4 separate regions of the Mus musculus genome follow, and all the other regions are linked to region 1. A link is a contact called in public Hi-C and Micro-C data. All regions are on one chromosome and are shown on one strand. Each heading gives the region's core, a stretch centred on a gene start, on an enhancer-like site or on the middle of the called end of the contact. The rest is flanking DNA. Distances are from core to core; before and after follow the strand shown.

The links. A called contact is a pair of places that touch in the nucleus more often than the background predicts.
Region 2: a contact with region 1 is called in a Micro-C map of B cells, with 2.9 times the contacts expected there. The contact joins the enhancer-like site here to the promoter of Brwd1 in region 1. A contact is called at or near these places in 1 of 39 promoter capture datasets (pre-B cells), 3 of 484 Hi-C or Micro-C datasets (B cells, CD4 T cells and muscle stem cells), 2 of 115 datasets of contacts at active chromatin or transcription factors (memory CD8 T cells and pancreatic cancer cells) and 1 of 9 other capture datasets (adipose tissue).
Region 3: a contact with region 1 is called in a Micro-C map of embryonic stem cells, with 3 times the contacts expected there. The contact joins the enhancer-like site here to the promoter of Brwd1 in region 1. A contact is called at or near these places in 3 of 484 Hi-C or Micro-C datasets (all in embryonic stem cells), 2 of 115 datasets of contacts at active chromatin or transcription factors (embryonic stem cells and memory CD8 T cells) and 1 of 9 other capture datasets (liver).
Region 4: a contact with region 1 is called in a Hi-C map of centroblasts, with 2.7 times the contacts expected there. The contact joins the enhancer-like site here to the promoter of Brwd1 in region 1. A contact is called at or near these places in 1 of 484 Hi-C or Micro-C datasets (centroblasts), 1 of 115 datasets of contacts at active chromatin or transcription factors (memory CD8 T cells) and 1 of 9 other capture datasets (liver).

Annotation. Positions count from the first base shown.
Region 1 is chr16:96,078,184-96,083,836 of GRCm38.p6, reverse strand. Brwd1 (bromodomain and WD repeat domain containing 1) reads left to right here and starts at 1,409. Exons shown (of 42, transcript NM_145125.3): 1 at 1,409-1,583; 2 at 1,657-1,715; 3 at 1,830-1,859; 4 at 1,964-2,023. The coding sequence starts at 1,535.
Region 2 is chr16:95,812,705-95,817,765 of GRCm38.p6, reverse strand. No RefSeq gene overlaps it. Among named protein-coding and RNA genes, the nearest start is that of Gm32130, 13 kb to the right of the region's middle. Within about 2 kb of position 3,050, at least 121 of the 459 cell types and tissues checked have an H3K27ac peak or open chromatin away from gene starts, as enhancers often do. A contact at or near this core is called in B cells, memory CD8 T cells, muscle stem cells and 1 more, where this site is marked.
Region 3 is chr16:95,767,686-95,772,954 of GRCm38.p6, reverse strand. The region is part of intron 1 of Gm32130 (a long non-coding RNA gene); the gene reads left to right. Among named protein-coding and RNA genes, the nearest start is that of Gm41509, 28 kb to the left of the region's middle. Within about 2 kb of position 3,049, at least 123 of the 459 cell types and tissues checked have an H3K27ac peak or open chromatin away from gene starts, as enhancers often do. A contact at or near this core is called in embryonic stem cells, liver and memory CD8 T cells, where this site is marked.
Region 4 is chr16:95,739,221-95,744,444 of GRCm38.p6, reverse strand. No RefSeq gene overlaps it. Among named protein-coding and RNA genes, the nearest start is that of Ets2, 39 kb to the right of the region's middle. Within about 2 kb of position 2,159, at least 64 of the 459 cell types and tissues checked have an H3K27ac peak or open chromatin away from gene starts, as enhancers often do. A contact at or near this core is called in centroblasts and liver, where this site is marked.

The DNA.
Region 1 (5,653 bases), core at 160-2,659:
TTTCCATGGGAACGGTGGAGTTTACTGTTCCATTTTATCTTACCACTTGGTGTTTGCTGAGTTAGGATTACTCTGAATAGGTGGGCCATCTACATATTCATATGTACTTTCCATGTAATTAATGAAAGTCAACTCAGAGGCTGGAAATGCGTATTAGTTCATAAAATCCTTGAGCTCTGGAAGGAGCCGCACTGTTGGCTACAATTTACAGATAAGGCCAATTGAGACAGAGGTTAAGTGATTTGCCTAGGATCATACACCTGATAGTTGGAGCCAGTCTAAGGTTCACTGCCCGGGCACGACTGGGACACCTCGTTCTGCCTCCGCACGCAGGCACTAGAATGACTAGCTGGTACAACGCCTTGGTCACAAGACAGGACTCCTACAAATGACCTTGCTCGGTCAGCCCTTCGCAGGGGCGCAGGGGTTAAGAAAAGAATGCGGAGCCACCCTAGCACTATGTCCTAAGCCTAAGGAAAAGAAACAGCCGAACCACCCTAGACTCTTTATAGACACAAACAATTCCCTTGCCGCACCCTAGCCCGCGACAGGAGCTCGCTTTCCCGTTGGAAGACGACTGTCTTTTGGTGTTTGGGAATAAAGAGCCGAGGTCGTTTGAGGTCAGGCCTCTTTTTCTGACTCTCTGCTGCCCGATAAATCTAACAATGGCCATGTTTAGTTCTGTTCTGCACTCTACGTCAGAGCTTGTCAGCGCACACTGGACGTGGTGAAACAGATCCGGTTGGGTCAGGAGCCTAGAGCGGTAATTAGGGGGATTTTTCTGTAACTCTTCCACCCCTCCAACAAAACGACTGACACTTGTGGCCGCAGCCCGTTTCCCACGGGCCCTCTGAGTTCCCGTCAAGTCATCGCGGACTCCCAGATTCCGTCACCCGTACCGGGCATCTTTAACCCATCGCGGGGCGCGGGACGCGGGGCGGCGGGAGGTCGGGAGGGCAGCGGGTAAGGTGGTGTCGCAGCCTCCGCTCTGGGTTCAGCCACCCTCCTGCAGAGCTCCTCCCCAGCCTCAGGGTCTTCAGGCCCAGCCCAGGTGACCGTCCTCCCAGGCTCCGCCCTGCCCTGCCCCGCCCCGCCCCCTCCACTCCAGCTCGCCGTACCGCCTCCGCCGCCGCACAAAGGCCGGCGGCCGCCTCACCGCGCGCAGGAATCCGGCCACGCGCGCCCCAGCCCCCCCACCCCCCGCCCCGCGGACGCAGCCCCGGCTGGCTCGCCGCCCCCTTTTGCGCTTCACGCCCCCGACGCACAGGACGCCGAGGCGAGGCCCGCCTCCCAGCCAAGGAGCCACATCCGCGTCGTGCCACGCCGCCGGCTCCCCGCGGGGGGACTACTTCGCTCCCCGCCCCTCGGTCCCGCGCGACTTCCTGCCGCGGACGCGTCGGTGCGCGGCGCGCACGGCATGGCGGCGGCGGCGCGCGCCTGAGGAGCTGGGGGTACGCCGGCCCGGTCAGGCCTCGGCGCGGCCTACGCGCTCCACTTGTTCGCTGGTCCGCTCGCTCCCGCCCGGCGCCCCGCCATGGCGGAGCCTTCGCCGGCCCGACGTCCGGTGCCTCTCATCGAGTCGGGTAAGACACGGCCGCGCGTCCCCTGCCCGGTGTCGCGCAGCCGCCGCTGACCGTCCCTGTCTTCTCCCCGCAGAGCTGTACTTTCTCATCGCCCGCTACCTCTCAGCTGGCCCGTGTCGCCGAGCGGCGCAGGTGAGTGCCGGCTGGGCGAGCGGGCGGGCGGGCGAGCGAGCGAACCGGGGGCGAACGAACCGGGGGTGAGCGGGGCAGCTGACGGGGTCTGACCGCGCGTCTTCTCTGCCGCAGGTGCTGGTGCAGGAGCTGGAGCAGTACCAGGTCGGTCCGCCGCCCCCGCGTCCCCGTCCCCGCCCCCGCGTCCCGGTCCCGCCCGGCCTCCCGGCCGCGGTGGTCACCCGGACGCCTTTCGTGTCTCATTCCAGCTGTTGCCGAAGAGGTTGGACTGGGAGGGCAACGAGCACAACAGGAGCTACGAGGAATTGGTGAGCAGCTCCCGCGTCCTCCGCGCGCCCGCGCCCCCCAGCCGGGTCTCTGCTCCCCTGCGGGCGCCGCGGGGCCGCGCCCGGGGGTGGTCTCTGGTGGTCCGGCGTCCCGGGGCGACGGGCCCGACCCCCGAGGGCTCGCGGTGGCGGGGTGGGGGGCGGGATTTGGCAGAAAATGGTTTTGGGGGCGGTGCCGGGCGCAGGCGGGGGCGCCCCTGGCTCGCGGCCGGGCTGGGGCTCCAGGTGCGGCCGCCAGCCACTGAGAGGGGCGCTCTCATCTCTCTCCCTTCCCGATTTGTAACTCGAGCTCTCATTGGTCTCTCCTTTCTCTGCCCCGCCCAGACTTTCAGACCTCTTGTTCCCCAGGAATAGAGAGAGAGTCCTTAGTCTCCCAAGGTGGAGAAATGGCCCCTTCCTGTACTGTACTCCCTTCCTCTGTAGGATCGCACAGAGTTCTCCGTGGTGAATATGTCAGTGCGGCACCCCTGCTTCCCCGACCCGTGCACTGTGTGTTGACTGCCTTTAGAAAGTTGGCTCACACTTGATCTTGCTGTATGTAGCGGTTCAGGCTTTAAGTTGACATCCGTCAGTCGGTGTATTTATTTTTTGAGACAGGGTGTCATTACGTACCACTGTCTTGCCTTGAACTCGGGTAGGCCAGGCTGGCCTTGAATTCATTTCCTGCTTCTGAGAGCTCGGACTAAGCTCTCAGAAGCAGTTGTGTGTGCCTGTCTTAACATTTCCGAGGAGTGGTAACTTGCGGATTACATTTATTTTCCTTTGCCTTATTTTCCCTACTTGCTTAGAGGTTCTTGTGTATAGTTGAGTTTTATCCAGGTAACAGAGGCTTTGGGTGTTTATCGTTAACGAAGCACAAATGTTGCAGGAGAATATCTTCGACAATTTTAAGATAAAAGACTCACACTGAGCATATTGGTTACAGAAGGTTGAGATGAGTGTGTGCTGTTGATGTTTGGCTGCACAGCCCCGTTTGGCTTGGACTTGCAGTCCTGCTTCACTCATCCTCTGCTGGGTCGGGATTACAGGAGAGCTCACTGACTTCACCATGTGTCCAAGACCAGTAGTGAACAAAAAGTCAGCCAGGGCGTCAGTCATGCATGTGGGCAGTTCATTCTCTATACCTTGTTTTCCAGGGCTAAGGAGTTAACTGGATAACTAGAGGGCTCAGCAGAACAGGGCAGGAGTGCTAAAGCAGCGGTTCTCAACCCACGGGACCCACCCTTTGGGGGGGTTGCATGTCAGATATCGACATTGCAGTTCATAACAGTAGTAAAATTACAGTTAAGTAGCAACGAGAATAACTATGGTTGGGGGTCACCCCAACATGAACTGTGCAGGGCTGCAGGGCCGCGGCGTTAGGAAGGCTGAGGACCACTGGTCTAGAGCCTCTACCATTGTCCTTTCCACAGCCAGGTGTTGGCCGTGACAGGTGCAGTTGCTGAGTAAAACGGGGTTGCTGGTTTGTTGTTTAATTTGACTTTTGAGAGTTATTTTTAAGAAGCAAATGTTCAGGTGGGTAAGATGACTTATCTATAAAACTACTTTCTGTTACCCCTAACGATGTGAGTTTACTCCTGGGGACCCCGAGTGGAGGAGGGAGAGATCCTACTTCCACAAGTGGGCCTCTGCATTCCACCCTCAAGCCATGGCACACATGTACAGGCATGCAATGCCCTTTTCTTTTGTCTTTTTTGTTTTTTTGTTTGTTTGTTTGTTTTGACAGGGTTTCCTCTGAGTAGTTTGTTTTTTCCCTCCCCCTGACACCACCTACCTCTTTTTTTTTTTTTTTTTCAGTGTTTCTCTTTGTAGCCCTGTCTGTTCTAGAACTTGCTTTATAGACCAGGCTGGCCTCAGATTCAACATAGATCCACCTGCCTCTGCCTCCCAAGTGCTGGGATTAAAGGCGTGTGCCACTATGCCCAGCCAAGTCTGTTTTCTTCTGTATGAAATTTTAAAAGGTTTGTAGGATGGGTAGGTGCTGGAATGTGAATCCAATCTGTCTCCTAGTGCTGTACCCACAGGCAGGGTTTAACCACACACGTTTTCTACGGGACAGGGACCTGATTCTGATTTACAACCCCAGGAGAGCTCAGCTTCTTTATAGCCACACCCCCTTCCTATCTACCTCCTGGGTCTAAGGAACGTCTAACAGTTTCACTTGTGTTAATGCAGAGCACAGCCTTTGAGTGAAGAAAGCCAAGCTGTTGGGACACTGCTGCCCTACTGGGGGGGGGGGCGGGGGACGGGGGGACGTTAGAGGCACAGAGATAGATAGGGCCCTGGTGCTGAAAGGTCTGAGGGAACTGTCTTCTGTCATGCTGCTTGTCACCTGGCTGGTCACTGCTAGGGTATCGTCTCCTCCTCACCCTTTCCTTTCCCGTGGTGGGTGAGGACAGGGTGCAGGCCTGGGTTGTGGAGGTGGACCTCACTGAGCAGTCTGCTGGCCCTGGATTGGTATAGTTTTGGTGAGGATGTACGTGTAGCTTCTAGACTTCAGATGCTCTCACTTTCTTTAGTATTTAGATGAGTTTTATTTGAAGCCTACACAAAGTGGGAGTTGTTCCCCACATACTCACAGATTGCAGTTTACCATTTGCTGTGTTTCTGTTTTCGTCTGAGGCATTGTATTCTAATTCCCATCAGCGAAATCTTCCCACAAGTGAATGGCCTGCCGACCCAGGCACCAGTTACCTGTTACCCAGTGGTTAGTCAGAAAGTTGTGTTGGTTCTCACCCATTGTGTCTCCTGTGAGCCAGTGTCCTCTGACCCCACTGAGATCCGTTTTAGGCACCCTCCATATAGTATTTCTTGTAACTGCTGGAGCTGTGTGTGTGGTAGTCCTGGAACGTCCTGGCAGGCATGTGGTGGTCAGAGGACAGTTTAGAGCTGACTCTTCTTCCAGGGTGGGTCCTGGTGCTTTGACTTGTTGAGCCATCTCTCCCCTCCCTGTAATTTATATTGTGTAAGTTACATTTGGTGTGTGTGTGTGGGGAAGGTATTTGAGTGGGTGAGGGCAGTTTAAGGGGTGGTGTTCCACCATTGGGTCTCAGGGATTGAATTTGGGGTGTTAATGGCTTCACGGTTGTCATCTTTACTCACTGAGCCCTCTTGCCAGTCCTACCTGGAGTATTTTGAAGAAGATTCTACACATTTATGTATATCTTAAGTTCTTACTGTTGTTTATGTTGAGAAATTTCACCTAGCTCAGGCTAGCCTTGAATTCCTACTTCTGCCCTGATAAGATGAGGTTACAGGGTACGCCACCATGCCGCGATAAAAAGACCATTTCTTTTCAAGGGGTACAGCCCAGTTTCAGTTTTTAACACAGCCAAAATGGGACTTCCTGAGTGCCTGTGTCACAGATTTCTGTGTGGATGTTTTTCTTTTTTGTTTTGTTTTATTTTTCGAGACAGGGTTTCTCTGTGTAGCCTTGGAGCTCACTTTGTAGACCAGGCTGGCCTCAAACTCAGAAATCTGCCTGCCTCTGCCTCCTGAGTGCTGGGATTAAAGGCGTGCACCACCACGCCTGCTTTTTGTTGTTGTTGTTGTTGTTGGATGTTTTTCATCTGGTTCTCCAAATACCTTCATAACATTTTTGCAGGTTGAGTG
Region 2 (5,061 bases), core at 1,801-4,300, 270 kb after region 1:
AAACCCTTATCATCCGATTGCTACAGAAACATTGCCACAGTTGTAGTGGTTTGAGATGACACCTTTTATTATCTCTCACTCCTAAGAAGTGTGTCTGGGTCTTAGGAGTCTAACACTGAGAAATTAGAAGGTCCATGTGCCCTTTTTTCTGAGGTGCTGTGGTCTGAATAAGTCCCTCCAAAACAGAAGTGTTGAAACTTTATGGGTCCTGTAAGGTGTGATCAGGTTAAAGGGCTCTTCTCCTGGTGAATGAGTGCAAGATCTTTCATTCAATGTTCAACACGCGTGTTCTTCCACCTTCTGTGAACACACTCTGTTCCTCCTGTCATAGAGAACACAGCCCTGAGCCATTTTGGATGCAGCCCATACCAGAAGATGAAGTCAAAGGAGAGTCCTTTGACTTCTCAGAATCCGGAATTGTGACAAAACTCTTTTTTTGTTTTCTAACAATGAACTCAGCCTCAGGTATTTTGTTACAGCTGTGCAGACTAAGACTTCAGGGTTGCTGTGGCTAAGTACTACCAACTGGGAGGCCGCAACAATAGGAATTTCCTGTCTCACATACTCATGGTTTTAGAGCAAAAATGGTGTGGGCAGGACCACACTCTCCCATCTGATCCAGGGAGAGTCCAACCTTGTCTCTGGCAGCTTCTGGTGGCTGTGGGAATCCCTTGCAGCTTCTGATGGCTGTGGGAATCCCTTGCAGCTTCTGGTGGCTGTGGGAATCCCTTGCAGCTTCTGGTGGCTGTGGGAATCCCTTGCAGCTTCTGATGGCTGTGGGAATCCCTTGCAGCTTCTGGTGGCTGTGGGAATCCCTTGCAGCTTCTGGTGGCTGTGGGAATCCCTTGCAGCTTCTGGTGGCTGTGGGCATCCCTTGCAGCTTCTGGTGGCTCTGGACATCCCTTGATTTGTGATTGTATCACACTAGTCTCTCTTCCACCTTCATGTGACCTTAACTTCTGTGAATATGACTCTTAGAAAGACCTTGTTCCTGAATTTAGGACCATTTAGGTAATCTCAAATGACCTTATTTTGAGATCTCAAACTTAATTATATCATAAGTTTCATAGTAAATTTACAATGAGTGGACGGGCAAAGTCTTTTTTTGGTGACTAGTATTTGATCCATCCCAGTTGCCTTGCTGGGGATAGATCTTGATAAAAACTCACTCAAAGCCTAGGTCTTATCAAAAGGCTTTCTTACATGGAATAACTTCAGTTCAGAAGTCCAGTTGCATAAAGGGAACATAGAGTTCACCAGACATAGAGTTTCCTGGGTGGCCAGCATTTCAGCTTATTGGAGAACCAGACAGTTTGTGAAAACCTGAACTTGAAAAACAATGTGCACAGTGTTTGAAGTAGGTTTCTTATTTAGTGTTGGGCTTCATCCATAGCTGTCCTGGGTCCCATGTGTCCTACGGGTGGTGATGGATTAGATATTTGTCCTAGGTACTGGTGCAGAAGGCTAACTTGTGGTTCCTGAGGTTAGCTCATGGGGCATCTGGAACGTTTGCACTTCAGCGGTTTGCTATGAGTCCCAGTGTAAGTCACTTCTTTTCATGTGGTTGCCGATTTGTCTGGCTAAACCCACCACACGTGCATGGCTTGAGAAAGGAAATACGTCTGTAAGTTCTATGGTTGTGACTTCTATTTTCATTTTGATAAGTCTAGAGTGAGAAGCTCCGAGAGTTGTTGAGGCTCTTCTGTTTCTTATCCCAAATTATGATCTGAGAAACAGACTCTCCTTAGAGTGAATGAGTGCTGACCCTACACACTTTCCTCCTGCGTGGGCGCGCGCGCGCACACACACACACACACACACACACACACACACACACACGGTAGGCACACAGCGGCAGTCATATACCCAACGTGGACTCCTCCACCTCAGCAGTCACCGTGTGAAGTCAAACACAGAGTGACTTCATTCCAGGACCACTGGAAATAGAACTAACATGGCTCGGGGAACCTGCTAGACTGGCTAAGGTCCACATGTGGACTTCCACCACCTAGGACCATTTTAGGGAGGCAATGCCACAAGTCTCCTGAGGTGCTGAGAGGTGCCCAACCCTGCACCACAACATGAATACCTGGCTACTGGCAGTGGCCCTAGATCATCTGCTCCATCATTCTGCACCAAGACAGAAGCCACATTCTCATTCCTACCTCCTCTCAGCCTTGGACAGATGTGAGTCCACTCACGTGCATCCTTTGCATAGAACAGTAGCTGCCACCTGTCAGAGTTGCTGCCCACATGTCCCCAGAGATCCCCGGGCCTTCTGCACTCCCTTCCTGCTTGCCCGTTTTCATTCATTCTGCTTCTTCCGAGTCATGCCTATGCCACACTGACTCTAATTCTCTCTCGGCCATGTCGTCTCCCCTGCCTGGATAGACCACATCCCTTTGCCACAAAGTTCATCTCTCATCTCCTTTCCACTGAGGCAGTTCTCCCATCCTACTGATGTCACCCCTCAGCTCTCATCACCCCAAACACATGTTCTGTCCATTTCTTCTCTCTGTCATAGAGTGGGGGCCCAAGGGAAGAGAGATTTGTTTTGTTTTGTTTTATTTCATTGCCCCTTCCCAGGTGCCCGCCACAGTGCCCAGCTGGCACTAGGAACACTCAGCTGAATGGATGAATGAATGAATGAATGATGAATGAATGAACGAGTGAGTGAGTGCACGTGAGAGCCCAGGGCAGCATCTGCCCAGTGTCCCGTCCTCCATCTGTTCAGAAACTGCCTTGTCATTTTGTCTCCAGTGAGTCATCCACTCACGGACCTCATGATTTTTTTGCTCCCCTCCACCCACAGACTTTTAAAAAAATGATGAAATGCTGGATGGTTTGGGATTGCTGTGGGATGTGTGCTTTGTGTGCTTTCTGAGGCTCCTGTGAGGCAATGACCATGTAACTTTCCATGCAACATCTTAGGGAGGTGGTACATTTCCATCGAGGCTGGAGAGACTGGTGGCCGATGTCCAGGGTAGTGTTTGATTAGGGAAACCCAGCTTGCTGGCATGCAAAGCTATCTGCAGGCTGTGTGCCAGATCACAGCAACTGACTGCCTGGTGCCCAGGCCGTGGGTGGCACATCGAAAGCTCACAAGCTGCAGTGCTCTGAGAACCTACACTTTCCCTGCACTCTGCCCCACCTTTACTCCTAGGCAGTCAGCCATAGCCTTGCAGATTCATTACCTGGAGGGCAGCTGTCTGCTTATCCTTCTACAGGGTGCCGTGACCAGGCCAGCTAACTCATTTGTCAAGCAGGCTGGCTCAGGGTGAGACAAGGGTTTTGATTCAACAATGCTCTCACCCAGGACTGCTGTGCTTATTATTATTTTTTTCTGCTTTTCTTTGTCCTTAAGGGAACTGTTTGCCCAGCATGCCGATTTTCAGAATGTAGAATGATCTTGATCCATCCATGGGTTCACTCAGCTCGTATGAATGAGCTCAGTGGGAGCTGCCTTAGGAAACTGACAATATTCAGCCATGTAGCACTTGCTCAAGGTTAAATCCACATTTCAAAAGCTAAGACCCCAATTCACATTCCTTCTCCTGCCAACTGACCTTGTCACCATGGGACAGTTGCAAAGGGATTCTGATCCTCTGGGTCCCTATCTGGAAAATGGGTCAATTAACAGCAATTTTGGGAAGGACTTGAGATAACTCCTGTGAAATAGGAAGCAGCAGGAACCCCTCAAATGGCAGCTGCCTATTGTGGGCCATTGAGCTAGTCTTCATCAGAGTGAAAGCCCTAGGGATAGAAGGGGGGTTGGGTGGAGGGACTTTGATGCTTCATGTCTAGCCCAGGGCCAGGCCTGAGCTCATCTCCCAAGACGCTGTTTTCTCTATAGTTTGGCTCTGTTCTATGGCCCACTGAACATCCAGATTATGTCTTAGATTCTCTATTTTCTATCAGCTTGAGCATGCTCACACTCCAGAGAAATCCTTCTTATTCCATGACCTGAGTCTTTTCCCCTCTCAGCAGGCAGTTCAGGGAGCAGCAGCTAATCACTTGGTCAGTTGCTGGTAGACCTGAAGTTCCTGGGATGGTCAGCTTTGTCTCTCTGGGTGTTATCCAGATTGTGAGCTCCCAAGTCCACCTTTCCTTAAAGCTCTCTTCTGTGGACCCTGACCTAGAATACCAGCTAGCTTTTGTAGGAATGACAGACAGGTCATGCAATTCACAGAGAGCCTGGTGCCAAAGGAAAATATGGACTCCATGCTCAGGACTTAGGAATTTCAAGATGGCAATCACTGAGCCTTAGAACAGGAGTTTGGGGTCTAGGGGCATAGTGCAGTTGGTAGAATGTTTGCTTAGCCCTGGGTTCAATTCCCCAGGCTGCATAAAAACGGGGCCTGGCTGCACATGCTTGTGACCTCAGCACACATTCAGAAGGTGGTGACAGGAGAATCTGAAGGTCAAGGCCATTCTCTATGGCACAGTGAGTCAAGAAGAAGAAGAAGAAGAAGAAGAAGAAGAAGAAGAAGAAGAAGAAGAAGAAGAAGAAGAAGAAGAAGAAGAGAAGGAAGGAAGGAAGGAAGGAAGGAAGGAAGGAAGGAAGGAAGGAAGGAAGAAAGAAAGAAAGAAAGAAAGAAAGAAAGAAAGAAAGAAAGAAAGAACAGAACAGAACTTGTGTTCCTCAGAGTACAGGATCCATGCTAGCACTGCTGCAGGCAAGGATATTATTTAATTCAGCACAGCTGATGGCCATGATTCTGTGATCATGAAGCACTCAGCTGTGTTCCGCAGGATATAGACACGTTGGCCTAGTGAATGTGAGTTACTGGTTCCATTCAAGCACCTGTCCGTTTTTGATTCTCAGCTCCTGCACAGGATGGAGTCCTCAGGACATAACTGTACTAGGTTCCGCTACAGCGTTTACAACTTAGTTTGTAGGGTAGACCCCTTGGCCATTTTAAGGCAAATTCCCCTCTACCTATCAAGAGTGTTCAAATGTGCAGTGCAGTCAGAGTAGAGAGCAGCCTGGCAGCCTGCTGGAGGAGATTTGGTAGAGGAAGCCTGCTAGAGGACTTGGATCCACAGTGTCACTGGTTTTCT
Region 3 (5,269 bases), core at 1,800-4,299, 310 kb after region 1:
TTCCCACCTAGAGTTGACCATTAACTGACACTACTCCCCGATTTTCCCTTGCCTCCCATCTTCCTCCCCTTTCCTCAGTCCCCATTTTTTTAGCTAAAATACCTAGATGACAAAACCACAAATTTCAGTGCCCTTACAGGCAGGCATTGTTTTGGTTAATACCCCAACTCAAATAACCAATAATTATTTGATTTTTTTGGGGGGGGGGGTGAGGCACATAGAACTGATTCTGGAAGAAAAAATTCCAGAGCTAAGAGAAGTAGTGACGCTGACCAAGACCTCCAGACCACATTTAATTTGATGGTCACAGGCCCCTTGGGAGGGACTTTGTTGTCAGCTACAGGAACACTGGATTCTACACTGGGGCTGCTCAACCTGTGTTCAATGGGCAGGCAACCGAAGAGGCAGAGCCTAAACTCCTGAGCTCCTGGTGGTATAGCCAGCTGCTACTGTTTACAAACACTCAGTTCCGAGCTTCCGACAACAGCACTGATTGCATCCAAGGTTGGTTTGGTTGCTCAGAAATACGCATTTGCATTTTGCTAATATAGCCTTCCCACCCAGCTGGTTGAAGATCTTCATTCAGTTCACCCAGTAACACTTGTCCTTGAGAACAGTGTCTCACGGGGAGACGGCTCAGCTAGCAAAGTACAAACAGGAGCAACGGAGTTCAATCACAGGCACTTAGGAAAACGCCAGGCCGTGGTTGTACGCTCTTTCTACACCAGGGAGGGGGAGCCAGGCAGATTTCTCAGGAAGCCTCAGGTCCCAGTGAGAGACCAGGTATCAGAAAACAGGATAAATGGCACCGAGAAAGAACAACGCCCAAGTTTGTCCTCTGGCTTCCACACAATGTACATGCATACACATGAAAACACATATCTGCACATGCTTAGAATGCATGCATGTACACACAGGAACACATACATGCACATACATAGAGCATACTCCCTAGCTGTTCACAATACTCACATGCATGCACATGCGCACATGAATACATGTACACACACATGCACACACACACACACTCACGACACCCAAGTTTGTTCTCTGGCCTCTACACAATGCACATGCTCACACACAAAAATACATACCTGCACATGCTTAGAATGTGCACATGCACACATAGGAACACATACATATACATACATAGAGTGTATCCCTTAGTTCTCCCCTACACTCATACCATGCTTGTACATACACACATGCATACACACACACACACACACACACACACACACACTGAAGTGTCAGCCCTGGGTTTATGCCTAGCACTGAAAGTGGCATTTGTAGAGTGGATGGCTTTAGAAGAAATGGAAATGGGTAAGGTTTCTACTGAGGAGCCAAGAACAACACCCTCAGTAGTTCCCGGTGCCTCCTCAAAGCTTGCATCTCTGCTGCTGTCTTTCTGGCTCAGGTAATCACACAGCAAACAGCCCTAGCTCTGAAGGAAGGTACTGCGTGTATATGTGCTGCACTTGGGTTTGAGGTAGACAGCTCTTATCACCAGCAGCATCCTGGGAACTGGGAGCCAGAGGCTATATGTTCTTCCCATGGAGACCTTGTTCCAGTTAAGCCCTGGCCAGCTAACGGACAGGAACAGTGGTGGCGGTCGGGGAGGGGCTTGGCTCAGCATTCACGGAAAGACAGTGTAGAAACATCTCTTCCTGAACTGCTTTCCCGGATGAGAATGGTTTTCTTCCCATTGCACTTGCAGGGAAGCATCTTCCTGGGCCTTTAGTAAGCACACACAACTCCTGGACTCTCCCTCTGGCATGGAGGAAGAGGGCCATCCTCTGAGGCACTTGTGAGACCCAGCCTGGGCATGAGGTGTGCTGATGGGTGACCATGAGTCACCCCCTGGGAAGGGAATGTGCTAGACCCAGCTTTCCAATGCCGTGTCTCCCATGTTGCCTATACAGGAAGGAGGGTGGAGGAGGCTATGGCTCAGCCTGTAGCTGAAGTCCAGCAAGCTCTCCTCACAGAGGAAGGCACCCAGTGAGCTCAGCCCTCAGGGAGGCTTGGCCAGCATCCTCACTTGTGTGAGAGGAGATTTTGACACCTGTCACCAGTCACTTTGTCTTTGTCCCTGCTCCTCAGTTTTGCTTTCACAGAGCTGGTCCTGGGCTTCCAACCTTCCTACCTGACTCTTTCCTAAGATGGAGCAGGGCTTCAGGGGCTGTGTCACTTGGGTCAGGAAGCCAGGCTCTGTTGCCTGAGATCAGCCTGTGCTGGGTAAGCCACTGCTGTCTTCATCTGTGACAGGGAGAATGTAGGAGACTTAATGAGTCTGTGTTTGCCAAGCTCTTTGAAGACTCTCAGAGCTCATGAAAGCCTGTGCTCATTATAGTGAAAGCTATAGCTGCTCTGGGCTTTAATGTTGTTCTTCCCTTGGAGGCCTGACAGGCTAGCTCTCACTCACATGGGTAAGACCTCAGTGGGTGCAGAAAGATGGGGGTGGGAAGAAGTGGTATGCATGCTCTAAGTGCATGTGGGGTGTGTGTGTTTATGTGTATGTGTGGGGGGGGGCTGTGGGGGAGGGGTACATGCAGTATGTGTGGTGTGTATATATATGTGTGTGGTCTGTTGTATATATAGTATGTATGTATGTATATTATATGTGTGTGTGCTGTGTATGTATGTATAATATGTGTGTGTGTGTGTGTGTGCGCTGTGTATGTATGTATGTATGTGTTGTATGTCTTATAGTGTGGTACAATGTGGGTAGTGTGTGGTATGGTTGGTGTGTTGGGGTGCGTGGTATATGGTATGTGGGGATGTGTGTGGTGTGTGGGTATGTGGTATGATGTGGTGTGTGTGCCCTGGTGTGTGTGTGTGGTGTGGTATGTGTGTGAGGGATATGGGTCTGTGTATGTCGTGTGGTGTGTGTGTGTCATGTGGTGTGTGTTGTATGTTGTGTGTGCTGTGGTGTGCGTGTGCAGGGTATACGTGTCTAGTGCGTGGACCTGGGCTTCACTCCCGCAGTGACTGTAAGGGGACAAAATCCCTTGCTTAGGTGCTGGCTCTGGCGGCAGCAGTGAACTTTTGTTCTGAGAACACCACCCACACACAGTCGGTTGCTGCCAGGAGCTGTGCCGCCCACACAGGATCAGTCAAGCCGGCATGAAAGAAATGAGCTTCCAACTGGCTCCAGTTTAAGTTTCTTTTCTTCCCTCCTCTGGAACAGCTTGAAATTGCTTCTCTTCTTTGTTGGGATCCCTGGAAAACTTCACCTCTCCTCCACCTCCAGTGTACTCCCTCCCTCCACCTCCTACCCCCTCCCCTCTCCTCCCCTAGCCTCGACCCACACCCACCTGTCCCCAGTCCAGGGATCCAGAAGCTGATCTGCACCCTTCACCATCTGATCCCGGGCTCACTGTTGCCCCTCAGTGCCCTGCAAGTCTAGCAGATTCTAGATGAAGCTGGGCAGAGGCAGGCCTGCACTGCCTACAGGTGAGAGGCTTGTTAGGGTGAGGACCAGAGATAATCCTTCACACCATCAAGGAGCTGGTGTCCCGAATTTCAAGCAAGGTTTCCTCGTTCTTCCCGGGGCAAGCAGGCCCTTTAGACTCCATTCTCTGGGCTTGAGAGCACACAGTGACACTTTCCACCGAAGCTCCAGGTAGACAAAACAGAGAGGAAGGTGCACCGAATAGGGTTAGCAACCAGGGCACACTAGGTTGTGAGGAGGCACGCTGGGGAGGCAGTGCATGAGAGCTGGACCTACCTGCTGCTGCTGCCTCTGTGTGCTGCCTGGGAGTGGGGTGGGTGTGGGTGTGGTTATGGGAAGGGCTTCTCCTGTCTGCCTTTTTTTTTTTTTTTTTTTTTTTTTGCCACCTTCTTTTACTGGCTACCAGCAGCAAGGTGGTCCAAGGCTTTTCTAAAAATTGAGGTATTGAGGTGGGTTGTTGCTCAGTGGTTAGAGTACTTGCCTAGGTACCAAACCTGGTTTCTTCTTATCACATTAAGATGTCTACGATATCCCACAATGCCCCACACTAAACATGGTTTGAAAAGTTCACATTAGGGGCTGGAGAGATGGCTCAGTGGCTAAGAGCAATGACTGCTCTTCCAGAGGTCCTGAGTTCAATTTCCAGCAACCATGTGGCTCACAACCATCTGTAATGGGATCTGACGCCCTCTTCTGGTGTGTCTGAAGACAGCGACAGTGTACTTACATACATAAAATAGTCCACTCAGTTCACAGGTGTGGGATCCTGGCACTCCTCCTTTTGTTTCTGGCCTCGGTGGCTTGCCAGCTGCGTCATGCCATGCACCCAAGCTCTGCTCCATCTCAGGTCCAGTAACTACTTCACCCTGTGACTGGGAGACTTCCCATTTCGTTGTTTTTTCTCATCAGCAATGGATGGCTGTGACCTTTAAGTGCTCTTGCTTAGCAGGATCCACCTTGTTTTTCCTTCTTCCTCCGGTGAGCTGGTAGGCTCTGTGTAGTGTCCTGACTGAGTAAATCCCCACACAGCACCTGAGAACTGGGATATCGGCACCATGACATTTGCTGTGAATATGTGTGGTCTTCCAACAGTTCTTTGCTGCAACTAAGCCTTTGTATCTCTGTCTACAAAATGAAGGGTTTGATTCATTTGGTCTCTAAAACTGGAAATGCGGTGGCACACGCTTGCGATCTCAGGTCTCAGGAGACTGAGGCAGGAAGATCATGAGTTGGAGGCCAGTGTGGGATCCATGGCTAGACCTTGCCTGAACTTCCCCTCTGCCCCAAAAGCAAGGAGCAGGCAAGTCTGAGCTGCAGAATAAAGCAAGCTAGATTCCTCCCTAACCCCGACCTCTGTCTAATCTGCTACCCTGACAGGAAACCGTGGAGAAAGACTGAAGCTATGGCAGGTCATCTAAGAAAGGCAACAATGACAGACAAAGTCCAACCCAACCAGGAAGGGGTTGTCCAGGCACCACGGTTTATAAGGGGTTCTGGTTGACAGAAACCTACCTTCCAAATCACCATTGGGATGACGTAGCCTTTGGGGCTTCAGACTGTGTTAATAGAAGAATGCAGACACATTGGAGGTTAAGACAGTGTAGAAGCTCCTGAAGTAGTCTGAGCACTGTGTTACTCTGCCAACAAGAGGCTGAAGGAGGAGGGATGGATGGGACAGTGAAATGTTCCAGAACCACATGGTGTCCAGGAAAGCTCTGTGGAGGACAAGGCAGAGATTGCTGTCCACATGGGGAGCTGACACTCACAGAGGTTCCCAGGTGGGTGGCCAGAACTCAGTGGCAGCAAAGGTTTCAGGAG
Region 4 (5,224 bases), core at 910-3,409, 340 kb after region 1:
AGGGAAGTAGAGGCAGGCAGATCTTGGGGTTACACAGTGAAACCTTGCTTTTAGAAAAAGGTTCTTAAAATGTAAGGCGAAATAGCAAAAACATATTTTTCAGTTAAAATTACATGAGAAATAAAGCAGCCCAACAGAAACCTGGCAAAAGCATAAGATTTTAAGGACGCTGCAGTACCTGTGGAGTGGCTGAGCTGCTGAGGGTTGAGTGTCTTAGAATGAGTGTGTCTTAGACTATGCACATTTAAACACAGAGAGTATAGCTTTTTACCCAGTAGTACGTATAAAATAGAGCCTATGCATCCACCCCAGAAGAGAGTTAGAATGGGAAGAAAGGGTTCCCATTTAGGAAACAGAGATTTAGGAAAGCAAAATGGCAGACTCACTCGACTGTCCTGTAACTACACGATGCACACTGGTAACACTCTGGTCAAAAGGCTGAGCCTGTATGATGGTAAAAATACTCAGAAGATGGGCAAGGGTGAGCTACTCAAAACCTAGTTTTAAACGAGTCAGTAAAGACAGGAAAAATCAAAGGGCCAGGAAGGGACACAAGCACAAATACTCAAAACTAAGCAGATGTGATTCTGCTGGCATCGGGAAGTGACAGGGAGGAGGGATGGTTCCTTCTGACAGAGGTCCAGAGAATCACAGAGAAATAACACTAATCCCAGTGTGCACAAAGATGGAAGCAAAACCAGCCAGAGCCCAAGGGGAAGTGGGCAGATCTGATAGGACGAGAAAACAGGGGCCAATGAGAGGGCTCAGTGGGTTCAGGTACTTGCTGCGCAACCCTGGTGATCTGGGTTCAATTCCTGGAACCCACAGAAAAGTGGAAGGGGAGAATTAACTCCACAAAGTTGTCCCCTGACCACCATATGTGCACTATGGTATGAGCACTTCCACATTACACACACACACACACACACACACACACACACACACACACACACAACTGAAAGTTTCAACAAACAAACAGTTGTTAAAAAAAAATTATGTTAGGTCTAAAAATCGCTGTTTGCCAAGATGACTAGAGGATGTGACCGTGTCGACCAGGACAGGTACAGAACGAATGTACATTTTTTGTATGTGCACTCAGACAGATCATGTGCTGAACCCAAGAGCAGGCCTCAGCAGATTTAAGAGAACTGAAATCATACAAAGTTTATATTCTGCCCACAGCAGAATTTAATATGTCAACAACAGAAGAATCTGGAAAATCCCCAAATATTTGGAAGTTAAACAACATAGCTCATGGGTCAGAGAAGAAGTCACAGGAAGGATTAACACTATTTTGAACTAAATGAGAATAACAACACAGCATGTTCAAATTTGTGGGAAACAGCTAAGAAAAGATCTAACCTTTCACGTTAAGAGATGAAAAATTAAATCCCAGAATAGGAAGGAGGAAAAAATAAACATGAAGTAGACAGGAGTGAAAAAATGTTAAAGTAAAAAAACAAAACAAAACAAAGCAAAAAAAAACCCAAAACAATCAAACAATAGTAGTAAAAACAGACGTGCATCCGGCAGCTGGTAAACATCTAACAAGATCGACTTAGCCCAGGAGACGTGCACATCACTGCCGCAGGACCAAAAGGTGTCAGGACAGACCCTAGAGACTGAAAACAAAACCAAACGATAAAACCAGCAACAAAAACAAACACACAGAAATGATCAGAGCAATTTCACTCCAGCCATTTGTCACCGTGACCTTGTGTTTGCATTAGAGATTGCTTTTCTTCTTAGAAGGTGTGTGCAGAGCAGTGGAGCAAAGCGTCCGCTATGGTTGGGTGTAGGTAGTGAGCTCATAGCCCAGGCTCTGGTCTCTGTCCTTTCCAGTCTCAGATGGACCCTCCCCTTCTGTAAGTTCTTCATACACTGATCCCACCAACTGTGGGCAGAACTTATTCAAGGAAAAAAAAATGCATCTCTGCTGACTTGTTCCCACCACTGTTTTCTAAGCAGGTTATGAGGCTTATATATCACATTCATACTGATTATTATAACTAATCTAACGGTGATTAAAATACACAGGGGGGATGCGCATAGACCATTCTATATAAGAGAAGTCAAACACACAGACTGTGTTATGGAGCTGACAGAGGAATTCCAAGAATGAGTACTCTGTGGGTACGGGGGAAACTATATTTAAAATATCTGAGGGACTATGGAGATGACTCAGGCCATAAAGTACTGGTCTTACAAGCATGAGGGCTGAGTGTGATCTCTAGAACTCTCATTAAAAAAAAAAAAAGCAAACATCAAAAAAACCAGGACTGGAGGCCACACTTGTGATCCCAGGACAGGGAGACAGAGACAGGTGGATCTCTGGGGTTTGCAAGTCAGCCAGCATGGCAGGAATGAACGTCACTGAAGAGTGCCTCCTGCCGTCATATGTGTAGAAACGTACATGTGAACACATGTATACTTTTCAAAATCTAATACATGATTGGGAACTGTGAGGCAGCTTAGACATTAGTCAGCAGGGAGACTCACTATAGGTGTCCTTTGCGGTAAGACTGCCTACGAGGATAGTGGCTGTGAGCTTGTCACTCACAGGGCAGGGCTGGTCCTTCCTCACAGTCAGCATAAGGAGATCTGGCCCCTTGCCTGTGTAGTGCCCAGCCAGGGAAAGGAGAAGCCAAAATTGGCCAGGAAACTTGAGACCAGTGTGCTGTGGACCCTCCCACAGACCATGTCGGAGAGGATGGATCCATCCTTTGGCCTTGGCTCAGCCACTTTCACAAGGCCCAACATGAGACCATGGATGGGCTTCCTCTAGCTACTAGGGATAACTTGAACACGGCCTGCAGCCGCCAGCATGGCTCTGCTCTGTAAACAGAGGCCTGACCTATTTAATTCTTCCCAGGGGTTGGGTAAGAGCTTGATTCACGCAGACATGAAGCTGTGGCCTAATTGAATCCTAATTACTCAGAGGATTGCTGTTTACCCAAACTTCCAGTAAACCGGACTCCTCACGCCATGAGAGCAGGCCGCAGCGCAAGAGGCAGCGAGGAACACGACGCAGGTCAAGACTTGTCATCCCTGGAAGTCCTTTCTGTAAAAGATGTGATGTCACTAATTGCTCAAGGATAAACAAAAGCAAGGCTGGCAAAGCCTACTTTCTGGATTGAGAATGGCTTTCCTGTGTTTCTGAGGGGCCATCCACTTGGAAATATTTCCAAATATGCAAGGCTAATGGGAGTGCCAGAGCCAAGCCAAGGAAGCAAGCAGGATTCCCCCACCGTGTGGTAAACGCCCCTGTGACAGGAGTAATCTGCAATGGAGAGAAACCTCTGTATATCCAGAACTCAGCAAAGAAGAGGAGACTGATGAGCGAGCGGCCATCTTAGGGACTCGGTTGATGTCTGGGTAGGGTTGGGCAGAGACTGTGAGGAGCACACCTCTGAGCACATATGATTCTTTTTATGCAGAAGAATGTTAAATAAACCAAACCTGACTCAGGAAGACAAGTGTTATGTTCTTGCTCGTGTGCGGAAGCCAGAGGAAGTGAAGACATAGAAGCTGAGAGCAGAGCAGAGGTCACTGGAGGCATTGAAAGGTGGGGTGTGTGGGGAAAGTGTCAAATTGATAATGGTGTGGAATGATAAAGTAGCATTTATAATTTATTGTATATTTTATAAAGAATGAGTTTAAGGTGCTTCCAGTCCCCAACATTACATAGTAAATGTCCAAGAGAGAGAAGTGCGCATGACTCAGAATTGTCATCATGTCACACACATACACCAAATAAGCACACTGTGACCCATACGTATGTATAATTGCACTAACATAGAACATTTCTATGAAAAATACCTCTATATACGGAAGATATATCACTGTTTTCCCAAATGTCAGCCAATACAGGTGATTCATTTTAATTTAAGCTTTTTTTTTTTTTTTTTTTTGCATTTCATATGAAACAGGCTTGAGGAGGACAAAAAAATCCTTTACGGAACATCGTCACTCCTTTCCCTGTCTCCCCTATGTCAGCAGCATCGCTCTTGTGACTCTAGACACTATGGTATTAAAGTATTAAAGGGCTTTCACAAGCTGGAATAGATCGCTGGCTGCTTCCAGTGAATAGCAGAACCATACAGCATACTCTGAATTAAATAAAGCCATCCTCTACCCCCGTGGTACTGCCTGATTCTCCTACGACTGCTGGAGCAAAGCACTACCACCTGGTCCTTCCGACAGTCGTACCACACCTGGCTCTGCCCTCAGAAGTGTGTGAACCAGCCCAGGCACACTGGAGACCCTCTCCTACCCTCTCTCCAGCTCCTCTTTGGCTCTCCCTCATTGGCATTCTTTGACTATGGCTACTCTGCTCCGGGCTCTGCCTGCCCTTCTGTCCTCTTATACTTCACCCCCGTGAATCTTCCTGACTCCATTTTCTTACTTATAAAAAGACCTGTCATTGTTTGCGGTGCCTACCCTTATCTATTATGACTTTATCCTAACTATTTGTTTCTGGGGGGAAAGAAACCTTCCAATAGTGTTGGACCCGAGGCTCTGGAAAGGTTGTGGGCTTTGGGCTCCTCCTTGAGTGCAGAGACTACATACCAAATGTTCATTTTTGCCCAACTCTGCAAATCTACAGAGACCTGCTAGGTCCTGCAGCGCAGTATGGAAGAGGCTCAGGCCACAGGTTCTGGAGAGAGGAAGTCTAGACCACGCCACAGGGAAGAGAGGGCTAGAGAGCTGGTTGCCATGGTGATTCCCTCTCGGTTTCCACGGTTTCCACGATACTCCTGCTGCCTCCCACATGGTCCTGTGTATCCCACATGGCCCTGGGTTATTTTGAGTCAATCCATCCCACGCAAAGGGCCACAGGTATCTGGACAACCTGTTCTCCTTCTCATAGTTTAGGGTTCAGTGAGGTCTTAGGGAAGAAAGGGCTTCACTTCAAGGAATGCAGGATGAGTCCCAGGCATAAGTAGGTAGTTTCAGGGCCACTGGGAGGCTCAACTGCAGCTGCCTTCAGCCTTCAGGAATGGTCTCCTATCAAGGCAAGCATTGAATCTGGGACTTTCTAACAACCATGGCTGAGCCTTGGAGTTTTGTGTTATGGATTATGTGTTTAGGAAGCTCAAGAAAAAGGGCCAGGGTCTTAAAGCCACACTGGGCCTCTGTATGGGACACCTTCTATCAGCTGGTTCAGGGGATAGTCTGCCATGTGTCTGGAAAGCCAGCTGCCCTCTGAAATCCTCTTACCCCA